2 separate regions of the Mus musculus genome follow, and region 2 is linked to region 1. Evidence: chromatin contacts called from public Hi-C data. All regions are on one chromosome and are shown on one strand. The core of a region is the stretch at or near the end of the contact, and the rest is flanking DNA. Distances in the headings are between cores, read along the strand shown. Region 1 overlaps Cpne5 (copine V). Region 2 holds the start of Cpne5 (copine V).

Evidence for each region. Hi-C and Micro-C count contacts between places; a contact is called where the count stands out from the background.
Region 2: a contact with region 1 is called in a Hi-C map of Th1 cells, with 2.5 times the contacts expected there. The contact joins the promoter of Cpne5 here to the enhancer-like site in region 1. A contact is called at or near these places in 8 of 39 promoter capture datasets (3T3-L1-derived adipocytes, the HPC-7 cell line, cranial neural crest and 4 more), 37 of 484 Hi-C or Micro-C datasets (the 3T3-L1 cell line, the G1E-ER4 cell line, the HPC-7 cell line and 18 more), 14 of 115 datasets of contacts at active chromatin or transcription factors (the HPC-7 cell line, craniofacial prominence, embryonic basal ganglia and 7 more) and 3 of 9 other capture datasets (adipose tissue, liver and pancreatic islet).

The regions. Positions count from the first base shown.
Region 1 is chr17:29,198,038-29,201,270 of GRCm38.p6, forward strand. All of the region lies in intron 8 of Cpne5 (copine V), which reads right to left. Among named protein-coding and RNA genes, the nearest start is that of Cpne5, 38 kb to the right of the region's middle. Within about 2 kb of position 1,289, at least 42 of the 459 cell types and tissues checked have an H3K27ac peak or open chromatin away from gene starts, as enhancers often do. A contact at or near this core is called in the N1E-115 cell line, Th1 cells, cerebral cortex and 5 more, where this site is marked.
Region 2 is chr17:29,236,031-29,239,208 of GRCm38.p6, forward strand. Cpne5 (copine V) reads right to left here and starts at 1,760. Exons shown (of 21, transcript NM_153166.2): 1 at 1,583-1,760. The coding sequence starts at 1,677.

The DNA of each region.
Region 1 (3,233 bases), core at 39-2,538:
TCTGCCTCTCTCCCTCTCTCTCTGGGCCTCTCTCTTCCTCTCTCCCTCTCTCCCTCTCTGCCTCTCTGCCTCTCTCCCTCTCTCTCTGGGCCTCTCTCTTCCTCTCTCCCTCTCTCCCTCTCTGCCTCTCTGCCTCTCTGCCTCTCTCCCTCTCTCTCTGGGCCTCTCTCTTCCTCTCTCCCTCTCTCCCTCTCTGCCTCTCTGCCTCTCTCCCTCTCTCTCTGGGCCTCTCTCCCTCTCTGCCTCTCTGCCTCTCTCCCTCTCTCTCTGGGCCTCTCTCTTCCTCTCTCCCTCTCTGCCTCTCTGCCTCTCTGCCTCTCTGCCTCTCTCCCTCTCTCTCTGGGCCTCTCTCTTCCTCTCTCCCTCTCTGCCTCTCTGCCTCTCTGCCTCTCTCCCTCTCTCTCTGGGCCTCTCTCTTCCTCTCTCCCTCTCTGCCTCTCTGCCTCTCTGCCTCTCTGCCTCTCTCCCTCTCTCTCTGGGCCTCTCTCTTCCTCTCTCCCTCTCTGCCTCTCTGCCTCTCTGCCTCTCTCCCTCTCTCTCTGGGCCTCTCTCTTCCTCTCTCCCTCTCTGCCTCTCTGCCTCTCTCCCTCTCTCTCTGGGCCTCTCTCCCTCTCTGCCTCTCTGCCTCTCTCCCTCTCTCTCTGGGCCTCTCTCTTCCTCTCTCCCTCTCTCCCTCTCTGCCTCTCTGCCTCTCTGCCTCTCTCTCTGGGCCTCTCTCTTCCTCTCTCCCTCTCTCCCTCTCTGCCTCTCTGCCTCTCTGCCTCTCTCCCTCTCTCTCTGGGCCTCTCTCTTCCTCTCTCCCTCTCTCCCTCTCTGCCTCTCTGCCTCTCTCCCTCTCTCTCTGGGCCTCTCTCTTCCTCTCTCCCTCTCTGCCTCTCTGCCTCTCTGCCTCTCTCCCTCTCTCTCTGGGCCTCTCTCCCTCTCTGCCTCTCTGCCTCTCTCCCTCTCTCTCTGGGCCTCTCTCTTCCTCTCTCCCTCTCTCCCTCTCTGCCTCTCTGCCTCTCTCCCTCTCTCTCTGGGCCTCTCTCTTCCTCTCTCCCTCTCTCCCTCTCTGCCTCTCTGCCTCTCTGCCTCTGCCTGAGGAGCAGGGATTAGATAGAGGTATGCCCCCACCATACCGGGCCCTGATTTTCTTTTCTTTTCTTTTCTTTTTTAAATAAAAAAGACGGCTGGTATATAGCTTAGCGGTGGAGTGCTTGCTTAGCCTGGGCAAGGTCCTGGGCTTAATCTCTAGCACAGGGTGTATTTGTCAACAAGCGAGCCTCAAAGTTGAAGACCTTGAAGGAACTGTCAGTCTCCTCAGTGGGCGTGGGGAAGTGAGGGTGACTGCACAGCTGAGGCTCACCCTGTCTACACAAGGATCCCAAATATGCTTCCATCAAATCTGACTGTAGGAACCTTCTTGGCATTAATATTCTGATGAGCAAGGTTTTTCATTTACCTACTAAAGTAAGCCTGTCACAGGCTGGTAACTGCTTCATCCTTTGCCGTCCCTGGCCACCCACACAGGCTCCAGGCTGAAGGCAGGAAGCCCCACGCCTTGCAGACCCACTCCAGACCCCGCCTTCTCCCTTTGATCCTCCCACTGAAAGCCTGAGTTGCAAAGCTGCTCACATGTAATTATTTTAATTCAGCCAGATGCTAAGAATTAGTCGGTTCCTTGCAAGGATTCTAGGGAAAGAGAGAATTCAGCCAAAGATGTGCCAGAAGAAAAAGGAGCTGACAGCCTCTGGTGGGGGAGGCAGCCCCCAAGCCCCCCCAGTGTGGGCAAGAGCCTCAAGCAAGGAAACTGCAGTGTCCAAGGATGGGGGGGGGGGAGGGCGGGGAGGAGGGGGAAGAAGAGGAAGGGAGGGAGGAGGGAATCTCAGGTGGGAGGGGGTCTAAGGTGGTAAAGGAAGATGTTTACAAGCTGCTGGGAAACCATCAGCGCCAGCCCCCTAAGCTTAGACACTCCACAGTGCCCTCGCTGGTGGTACTTAAAGATAAACCAAGGAGGGGGCCGTGAGCTCAGGGAAAACGGAGCCAGCAAGCAGTTCCTGCACAGCCCCTCCTGAACAACATCCCCGTCCCTGTCCCCTTCATCCACAGCATCAGTTAATTAATCCAACTGCTCCACAGCCAAGGAACCCTGAGGCTCTGGGCTTAGAAGCTAGAAGAGGTAGTTGAAGCCAAGAAGCCACGAAGACTAGAGTTATCGATAGTTGTGAGCCATATTGTGGGTGCTGAGAATCAAACCCAGGTCTTCTGCAAGAGCAGCCAGTGTTCTTAACTACAGTGTCATCTCTCTGATTCTTTGTTTTGTTAAGATGAGATGATCCCTTTATGTATTCTTGCTATCCAGACCTTGAACTCAGAGATCCCCCTGCCTCTGCCTCTCAAGTACTGGGATTAAAAAGGCCTGTGCCACCACACCTGGCTACCATGTTGATTCTAAATGTGTTCCATTGTTGTTGTTGTTGTTCTTCTTCTTCTTTTTTTTTTTTTTTTGTTTTGTTTTTCGAGACAGGGTCTCTCTGTGTAGCCCTGGCTGTCCTGGAACTCACTTTGTAGACCAGGCTGGCCTCGAACTCAGAAATCTGTCTGCCTCCCGAGTGCTGGGATTAAAGGTGTGTACCACCACACCCGACTCACTGTTATTATTATAAAAGGGGTTAATTATGACCTAACTTGCTCGGTCATAGTTCCTAACATGGTGGATATATAGTTTTGGTTTTTTTAAGATTTTTATTTATTATTATATCTAAGTACACTATAGCTGTCTTCAGATACACCAGAAGAGGGTCTCAGATCTCATTATGGATGGTTGTGAGCCACCATGTGGTTGCTGGGATTTGAACTCGGGACCTTCAGAAGCGAAGTCTGTGCTCTTAACCACTGAGCCATCTCAGTTTAGATATATAGTTTCTAACATGGTGGATACATAGTTTCTAACATGGTGGATATAGTTTCTGACATGGCTGATACTAGGGGAAGGCTTCTCTGATCTGGGAAGGTCAGGAAGTCTTATTTCCCCTCTGTTTTATAGTGAAAGAGGAGACTTGTCCCTGCACCCAGGCTTGGCCTTGAGTTGTCACTTTGCTTTTCGCTCCATGAGAGGTTCCTCACTGACCTCAGGGATGCCTAGCTGGGGTGGCCTGAGGACCCAAGCCCTGATCTTAGCGTCAGCTAGACCTGGAATAGAGTCCAGTTCTGTATCCTGTTGTCCCAGAGAGAGGCTGTCGTTTCTGGTAAAA
Region 2 (3,178 bases), core at 510-3,009, 38 kb after region 1:
CAGGTCTCACAGTTATGACCCTTCCTCTCCATGGAGTGGAAGACTCTTACGGGAACGATCCCGTCTCCCATGCTCACTCAGAGGCTCTGCACTCAGGGTCCTGGAGATGTAGAAGCCGGTGCTGTAGGCTGGTGTCTTTCGGGACAAAAGGATGCCCCTGGAAGTGGAAAGCACAAAGCCCTTTCCGGGTAGGGAACAGGCTGTTCAGGAGCTCAGAGGTGGGAAGGCTCTGGGAGACAACTCAAGAGTCTGAAGGCGACAGGCGTGATTGAAGGCGGGAGGCAGGGCTGTGTGCAGAAGGAGGGCAAGCTAACAGCTGCTGACAGCTGAGGAGGTGAGACAGAGCTGATGGGCCATCAGGAAGCTCCCAGCAGAGTAAAGGCATGTTCAAATTGTCTCTGTGTGGGACTGAGGTGTGGGGGATGGACACACATCTGGGAGTCACCGCAGTAGTCCCCTAGAGAGCCTGGCTGGGGACACCACCTCAGCAGCTCTCACTTCAAGTCCTCAGGAGGCAGTTTCCCAGAATCCATCCTCTTTCACACCCGAGGCTAGCATCTCGGGACATATGGACACTTGCCCAATGTCTCAATTCAGTAACTCAGAGATGAGGTGGACAATATCTGACCCAACAGCACCATAAAGCCAAGGTGCGTGGTTTGGAACAAGGGTGCGATGGGGCTCTGGAAATGCTATATGGGCCATTGCCAGGACCTCCAGTGAGTTATATCTGGACCACAATGTTCTTCACAAACCTATCAAAGCAGTGTGCCTAGGGCCAGCCACATGCCTGTCCAGCCTCGGGGCAGCCTATTAAGAGAACCTGAGAGGCCCAGCCCCACAGAGAAGGCCAACCAGTATGGCATTACTGGGGACTTGGAGGTGGCAGCCTACAAAACAAACTCCTTCCTCCCCCTCTTGCCTGGGGATTCTGACACTTCCTCATCAGCCCTTCGCTCCTTTGGCTTAAGATTTTCCCATCAGAGTTACTGGTTTTTAATGGCGCCACACCACTCCTAAGTTCGGCAAGGCTTCCTGCTCTCTGAGACTCTTGTCCCGGTTGATCCTTCTTGCTGGAGGCTAAAGCAAGAGGCTTTCAAATCCTGGGTTCTAAGACAGTGGAGGAGAGGGAGAAGGCTGGGGCAAAGGCCAGGGTAGGGGGAGAAAGGAGGTCACGGGAGGCACAGAGGGTCATGCCTGGGAGGAATGGCGCCAGTCCCTCTCAATTCTCCTTTTGGGGAAAGATAAATCAGGGAGAAAGCCAGAGTGGAGACCCTGGAGCGGCTCCTCCCCTTCCCACTCTGCTGCTGGGACCCCTGTTTCCGTGTCTTCCTCCTGTCCTGGAAGCAACAGCTCCGAATGCAAACTTTCTGGGAACCTGACCCCTGCCTGGCTGCCCATTCAGCCATCGCCACCCGCCGCTGGGCAGGGGGTCTCCGAAGACAGGCAGCGGGGCGCCCGGGAGACGAGAACAGTGAAAAGCAGGCTCGCTAAGCAAAGGCTGAAAGCTACAGAGAAAGAGGGATTCCGGCCCAGGGGCGGGGCAGGGTCCCCCCCCACCCCCGAACCGCGGGCGGCTCACCTGCATGACACCGTGATCTCCACCTTGGTAGCCGGGATGCTGCCCGCCAAGGAGTCGAACTCGCTGAGCGACGCCATGTCCTCGGGTTGCTCCATCGCCCACCGTCCCCCCACCCCACCCAAATTAGTCAATATTCCTGCGCGATTCACGCCTCCTCCGGAGCGGCTGCAGCCCTGGGCTGGGCGGCCAGGGGAGGAGAGGAGCGCGAAGAGGGGGCGTGGGAAGTGCGAGCGGGAAGAGGGCGGAGAGCGGGGGCCCGAGGAGAAACGGGGCGCGAGAGCTGCTGCGGGGAGGGGGGGCGCGGCGAGGGAACCCAGGCGCAGCGGGGAGGGGTCCCCTGAGGGGGCGTGGGGACTCGGGGATGGGGGACGAGGACTGAGCCGCCTCGGGCTTGGGGCGCAGCGCCACGTCCTCTGCTAGGGCTCCGGCTCCGGGGTGCCCTGGACTGCGGGAAAATCAAATGTACCCTGAGTCGCCGCCAGCGCCTCCCGCCAGGCGCGCGCAGCGTGCGGGGTCCGCGGGCGCCGGAGGGGCCGCCCGCAGGGGCCGGGGCGGGGCCAGGGCGGGGTCTGCGCGGGGCGAGTGTGGGAGCAATGTGTGAGTGTGTGAGTGTGCGCGCGTGTGTGTGCACGCGCGTGGCAGGCGTGGGGACGCGGCTCCGGATGACGGGGACAGGGCTGGCGACAGCCAGAGACGGTCCCAGGGCGCGCGCCGCCCTCTGCGCAAGTTCCCCCACCCCACTTGTCCAGCCGGGGTCTGCGTGCTGGGGGAGGGGAACGGTCCAAGGGGCACCTGTTTGGGCAGCGTCTAGGCGGGGTTCGGGGAAGAGGGCTCGGCTGAGTGTGCGCACCGCCACCGGAGGGTCTAAGCCCTCCACCCTCCACCTCCTTTTGGGGAGGCGGCGATCAGCCTGGTGCCAGGAAGGCTGGTCTGGTTTCCGACGTAGGGTGGGTCAGTGGGAGCTTGCCCATCTGCCTCTGGTGTCCGCAAAGCCTGGTCTTGGCTAGTCGCCTGAACCTTTACCCAGCTCCTTCGTCGTCCTCCTCCTCCTTCTCTCTTCGTGACCACAGGGGCCGAGCCAACCCCCGGGTCTGTCTGGAAGCTTCCTCCACTAGACCAAGTGGCTGGCCTCAGCTCCCTGGGCTTTGCAACCAGCAACCCAGTATACCAGGCTCAGAGCCCTGCACTGGGAAGCGAGGGGAGCGTCAAAGCATCTCTCAGGCAGACTTCCCAGGCTCAGCCTGCCCTCTGGGCCTGGGGTTGCAGCGCCAAGCCAGCTGTGCACGGAGTTTCCTCTCCAGCAAATCCACCCGTGGCCCCTCCTCAGCCTCGGTGTAAGCTTAGCTGAGACAAGACGCGCGGAGCAGCGGCAACTTCCTCACCCACCACCTCATACATCGTGGATGCCTGTCGCTATCGGTGGTGGCCTTCTGGCAGCCGGGCATTCCGAGCAGGTGCACCCGAACGCCGTTTGAAATCAATTTTCAAAACGTCAGTCAGAGCCCGAGTTGAAGACAAACAGAACACCTTCCTTGGACCTGCACAAGTGATTCCTGTTTACCTAGGGCTCCAGATCAGCTGGACTCAGTTCTGTTG